Linked DNA regions of Mus musculus: region 1 is linked to region 2. The links are chromatin contacts, called in public promoter capture Hi-C maps. All regions are on one chromosome and are shown on one strand. Each heading gives the region's core, a stretch centred on a gene start, on an enhancer-like site or on the middle of the called end of the contact. The rest is flanking DNA. Distances are from core to core; before and after follow the strand shown.

What was found. Promoter capture Hi-C pulls out the DNA fragments that hold promoters and counts their contacts.
Region 1: a promoter capture Hi-C map of liver shows a contact between it and region 2, with 2.6 times the contacts expected there. The contact joins the enhancer-like site here to the promoter of Slain2 in region 2. A contact is called at or near these places in 7 of 39 promoter capture datasets (the SN4741 cell line, erythroid cells, fetal liver and 3 more), 3 of 484 Hi-C or Micro-C datasets (CD4 T cells, CD8 T cells and liver) and 2 of 9 other capture datasets (adipose tissue and liver).

Annotation. Positions count from the first base shown.
Region 1 is chr5:73,473,258-73,475,957 of GRCm38.p6, forward strand. No RefSeq gene overlaps it. Among named protein-coding and RNA genes, the nearest start is that of Dcun1d4, 16 kb to the right of the region's middle. Within about 2 kb of position 1,379, at least 10 of the 459 cell types and tissues checked have an H3K27ac peak or open chromatin away from gene starts, as enhancers often do. A contact at or near this core is called in adipose tissue and liver, where this site is marked.
Region 2 is chr5:72,913,009-72,915,708 of GRCm38.p6, forward strand. It overlaps Slain2 (SLAIN motif family, member 2), which reads left to right and starts at 1,354. Exons shown (of 8, transcript NM_001113423.2): 1 at 1,354-2,005. The coding sequence starts at 1,617.

The sequences.
Region 1 (2,700 bases), core at 129-2,628, 560 kb after region 2:
TAGCTTTTCCTGTCACAGGATGCACACAGACATCAGGTGGCTTAGGATTATAGGTTGGTGAGCTATTGCTTCGGCACCTTTAATGCCTGAAATAGCTATTTCTGTACTCAAGTAGCCCATGATTGCATCCTGACTGATGTGTCTCAAGAGGAAAATATTCACAAAAATAACACATTTAGATTCTCGGCATAGCATCAGGCATAACAGAATACAAAATAGTAGCAAGTTGGGTAAATAATAACTCCTGGAGGAAATAACTGTTTTATGTTGGTGCCCCACAGAAAGGAGACCAGGGAAGCCTGCCGTTTGTGTGAACTGACTTGATAAAAATCTTCCTAAAGAGATCTCTGACCTTGACAGAATAGCTTCCCTGTAATAACTCCACCAGGGAGGAAGCTGGGGAAGGGACACTTGTGGGTTTTGGACTTTTAGAGAATGAGGCTAGTTTGAGGGCAAAGACTGACTAAATTTGTGTGTGTGTGTGTGTGTGTGTGTGTGTATGTATGTATGTATGTGTGTGTGTGTGTGTGTATATATATATATATATATGTATATATATATATATATATATATATATATATATATATATATATCTCCCAAATATAGACTTAATGTTAGGAACATTTTTTGTTTCTTTGTTTTGATTTTGTATACAGTCTCTATCTGGACTGGACTGGAACTTCTCCATGTAGCTTCCCCATGACTTTATATTTCTGTCCTTCAAAGTGTGTGCCACCATGTCTGGTTTATGGGGCCCTGGGAATCAAACTCAGGGCCTCATGCGTTCTAGGCAAACACTCTTGGTCACGCTACCAAATGAGCTACATTCCCCAGTTCAAGAAGATTTTATTTTTAGGATAGATGGGCTCAAATGAGCTGCTATTAAAATTATTTAAGTTTAAGCAGTCTATGCTGTACACGGAAGCCTGGTGGGAATTTGTCTGTTTTGCAAACCTCATTTACAAATTACAGTTTCTACTATGTTCTCATCGAAGCATGTAGCACGGTGTTTGTACTCGACAGACATGTGACTGAATTAGTAAGTTAGTTACTAAAGAGAAAAAGAACAAAGTTAATGCTCTCAGGAGCCTATACAGGCAAGCATAGGGCAGTGGGTTCCTAGGCCATCCCTATAGAGTTTGACTTAGTAGGTGTTGCAGACAGGCGGGCTAGAGACTTTGCTGTTAAGGAATGCCAGCATAGTTGTATGGCGGCTCACAACCATCTGTAATGGAATCCGATGCCCTCTTCTGGTGTGTCTGAAGACAGCAAGACCAGCTGATAGAGGAGAAAGCAGAATGAATTGCATATCTCAGTGTGCATGACCCCTTGGCCATCCATGTACCTGCACGTGGAGCACACACGTGAGCGGGTGAGGGAAAAGGTGAGAGTTGAGGCAAAGAGAAACTGAAGCAATGTGGTTATGTGAAGGCACTTTGGATTGCAGCGTCTGGTCACAGCGAATGTTGTCAGTGCGTTATTTTTATCCATAATAGCATGCCTAAATTGGACTGCTTTATTAAGTATCTTTATTGAGGTGAAATTCACGTAACACTAAACTGCCTTAGAAACAAGCATTAGGTTTTCCCTGAGATTACACAATTACCACCAACTTCTAGCTCAAAAATATTTCAACATCGTGATTAAAAATCCTTCCCGCTGAGTAGCTCCTCCCTAGTATTTACTCTCTGGAGTTCCTGCCAGTCAGCACGGACTCTCTCTCTCTCTCTCTCTCTCTCTCTCTCCTTTCAATTTTGAGCTTACTAAGTTATCAAGGCTGGCCATGAACCTGTGTTCGTTCTGCCTCGGCCTCCCCAATAGCCTGATTACAGGCCCTGGTGCACCAGGAATGGTATGTGAGTGAGTCTCCTGTTCTGAATGTCTTTTGAATGTCCTGTGTGTGTGACCTGCCTGGCTTCTTTCACTTATCAGACTGTTTCAGAGGTCACCGCCTCCGTCCCAGCACGGACCTACACACGGTTCATTCCCCTTTATGGATAGTGACATCCTGCTATGGATAATTTATTATATTCACCCATATGAAAACCTTTGCGACTTTTTGGCTCCTTTGAACTGTACATTGTTTAGAATCACTAGGTCATTCTATTCACAGGTGATTCTATGTATACAAATTTTTAAAGGAACTGCCAAATTATTTTTCAGACTGGCAGAAACATTTTATGCTGAATCAGAAATAGATAGAGGTTTAAATTTGCCCACGCCATCATTGACAACTGCTATTTATTAGCTTTTAGTTACAGTCATACTCAAGGGAGTGTGGAGCTCCCTGTGGTCTGGTCTTGCTTTTACCTAACAGTGAGTGGCCAGTGTTTCCCTTGCTCGTTGATGATGTGTGTTTATTGTCTGGGGAAATGTTTATTTGAAGCTCCTGTCCATTTAAAAATTTGTGGGTGTTTTTGTAGTTGCTGTTATGTTGTAAAAGCTCTCTGTCTCTCTCTGTGTCTCTCTCTTTCTGTGTCTCTCTCTGTCTGTGTCTCTCTCTGTCTCTCTCTGTGTGTCTCTGTCTCTCTCCTTTTAATATTGAGCTTACTTGGTTGTCAAAGCTGGCCTTGGACTTGTGTTCCACCCCAGGAACCTGATTACAGGCCTGGTATGAGAATTCTTTACATACTCTAGATGTTAGGCCTTTGTCCAACTACGGACACTATGGTTTAAAAATATTTTATAGCTATACTTACT
Region 2 (2,700 bases), core at 104-2,603:
GGGAAAATACAGCATGGAAAGGCAGGAGGGTTAAGTCTTATGTGAGTCCACACCCGGGTGTAATAAGACTGGTTCGGGTGTAATAAGACTGGTTCGAGGGTGGAGGAGGCAATTGGAGTCAACTGCAAACATCAGCCAAAAATTTGAGAGACCAGGCACGGTTGGCTGCTTACCGTATAAGTAAACCAAGCAGCTCACAACTGACAACTGTGGAAGAGTGAGCCAACATGACAGAAAAAAAGCGTTTAAGTTTTGTTTGCAGTCGCTTCCACCAGTACGCATTATAAACAGATGCCACCGAGGGCAGAATTTTACATTTACCACCCCTCAACATTCTCTATTGCCTGTCAACGGGTTGCTTGAATACTTTTCATGTACAAGTTAAAAAAAAAAATTCAAGGAGCATATGCCTTTAATCCCAGCTTTTGAAAAAAAGGCAGAGGATGAGTTTTTCGAGGTCAGCCTGGTCTACAGAGCGTGTCTCAGGACAGCCAGGAATACACAGAGAAACCTTGCCTCAAAAAACCCAAAAAGTCAAGACATACTATTAAAAAGTCTTTTGGGGGCGAAGGGAGAACCCAAGGAATACAATGCACATTAATTACTACCGTTGAAAGATTAGTACAGAAGTGTTTTCCATCATCCTCTTGTCTCTGGACCTGTAAACCTTAAGCCAACGAAACAAAACAACCCCTGCCCACGTGTTTTAAACGGATGAAATAATGCCTTTAAAAGTGCTTAGCGCAGTGTCTGGCTTATAGGAACCACTCAACAAATTACGGTTATCATTTTGACTTCCGAGCTCTGAACCATTCGGGATTCGGGTTCTCATTTTCAGGGGATGGAACGGACGAGCCACAGATGGTCTCTGGGGCTGCTGCCAGCTCCGACAGTCTCCGGTTTCAAGCAGGAACCAACTCAGTATTGCCAAACAAACCAAGGGAACGGTCCATGCGACCAGGCGGGGCCGTCCGACCGCGAGTCTCCGCACAGACGCCTAGGGCGGGGCTGAACCCGAGCCCGAGCCCGAGTCGGAGCCGGAGCCAGAGTCCGGTTCTGGGTCTCACACCCGCCCGCGATGAGCTTTGGGGAGGGTAGGCGGCCAGGGCAAAACTCCAGCGATAGCTTAGCCCAGCCCGGCCGGGCCCTGCCCACCTTTGCCGGCGCCCACCACACCCCTTCCGGCCGGGGCCCCGCCCCAAACAATGACCACGCCCCTCCGGGCCCTGTCCCGTTTCAGGCCCCGCCTCCAGCCCCGCCCCACCGCGAGCCGGGCGCTTAGTTCTTTCAGCCCGCGGGCGGCCACGTCCTCCCCCGACGCTCTGAGGTCACCGACCGGGCTGGCCGGCAGGGGGCGGAGGGACGGAGGGAAGATGGCTGCCGAGGCCGGATATTGGCGCCGCCTCCCCCAGTCGCGGAGCCGGCGCAGATGAGGCGGTTCGGCTGGGGCCAGCGGCGCTTCGCAACCCGAGCCGGGGAGACCCTGGCGGTGGGGCCTGGCCCTGCTCTATGCCGGCGCCTCGGCTAGCGTGAGCGGTGGCGGTAACGCCTCTCTTTCCCCCCGACCCCGCGCTTCCCCTGCGGCTTGGGGAGTCGGAGCGGGCGGCGCGGCCGGCATGGAGGACGTTAACTCCAATGTGAACGCGGACCAGGAGGTGCGGAAGCTGCAGGAGCTGGTGAAGAAGCTGGAGAAGCAGAACGAGCAGCTGAGGAGCCGCTCGGGAGCCGTGCAGGGTGCAGGCCTCCTCGGGCCCGGCAGCCCAGCTCGGGTCGGCGTGTCCACCCCTTCGTCGGGCGCGGCGTCCCCTCGGGGCTTCCCGCTGGGCCTGGGCGCCAAGGCCAGCGGCGGGGCGGGCTCCGGCCCGCGACGGACCAGCAGCGAGGACCTGCGGGACGCCACCTCCTTGCTGGCGGCCGGCGAGGGAGGCTTGCTGGACGAGGTAGAGCCGCTGCGGCCCGACGAGCTGGAGCGCTTGTCAGGCTGGGAGGAGGAAGAGGAGAGCTGGTGAGCGCGGGGCGCTGGGCCCGGTGGGCCTGCGGGGCGGAGGGGTGTCCCTGGGGGAAAGCAGGGTGGGCTCGGCTTGTGGTGGGGACGCTGGCTTTTGCCTGTTTCTGCTGCGGGCGGGCAGGTCCGCTGGAGTTGGGGGGTTTCGAGGCGTGCCTTGGAAACGGGTTTGTAGCTAGTTCTCTGGGTCGTGGAACCTCTGGGTGCAGGACCCAACTGGACCCAGATGGGATCTGTGGCTTGGCACAGTCCCCCGTGGGCCCGCACGCTCAGAGCACTCAGAGGGTACCAAGCTGCTTCGTAGGAAGGGATCCTGCTTTGTGTGAAAGACGGGCTTTCGGATGGTGGTCTGAGCGGTTTGGATTGTAGGGAGGGGTCTGCTTCAAGAGGTAACAACCAGGTGCGGGGACATAGAGAGTAGCTACTAGCAGGCAGTGCTTTGGACCGGAGTGAGATGGGGATGTTTGTGGGGAGGCCGGGTGGACGTCACTCCCCTTTGGGTAGTGGGGGGAGTAAAGCTTTGCTTTGTGTGAGGAGGGCAGTGGAGAGGGATGGGGCTGCTTTGTGTGAAGTCGGTGGTGGATCGGGGAACCCTGAATTTTATATTGGAAAACAAGAATTGCATACGACATAATTTCGGAGCCGTGAAGCAATAGTTAGTTATCCAAGCTGACTATCATTTCCGTGCCTGCCAT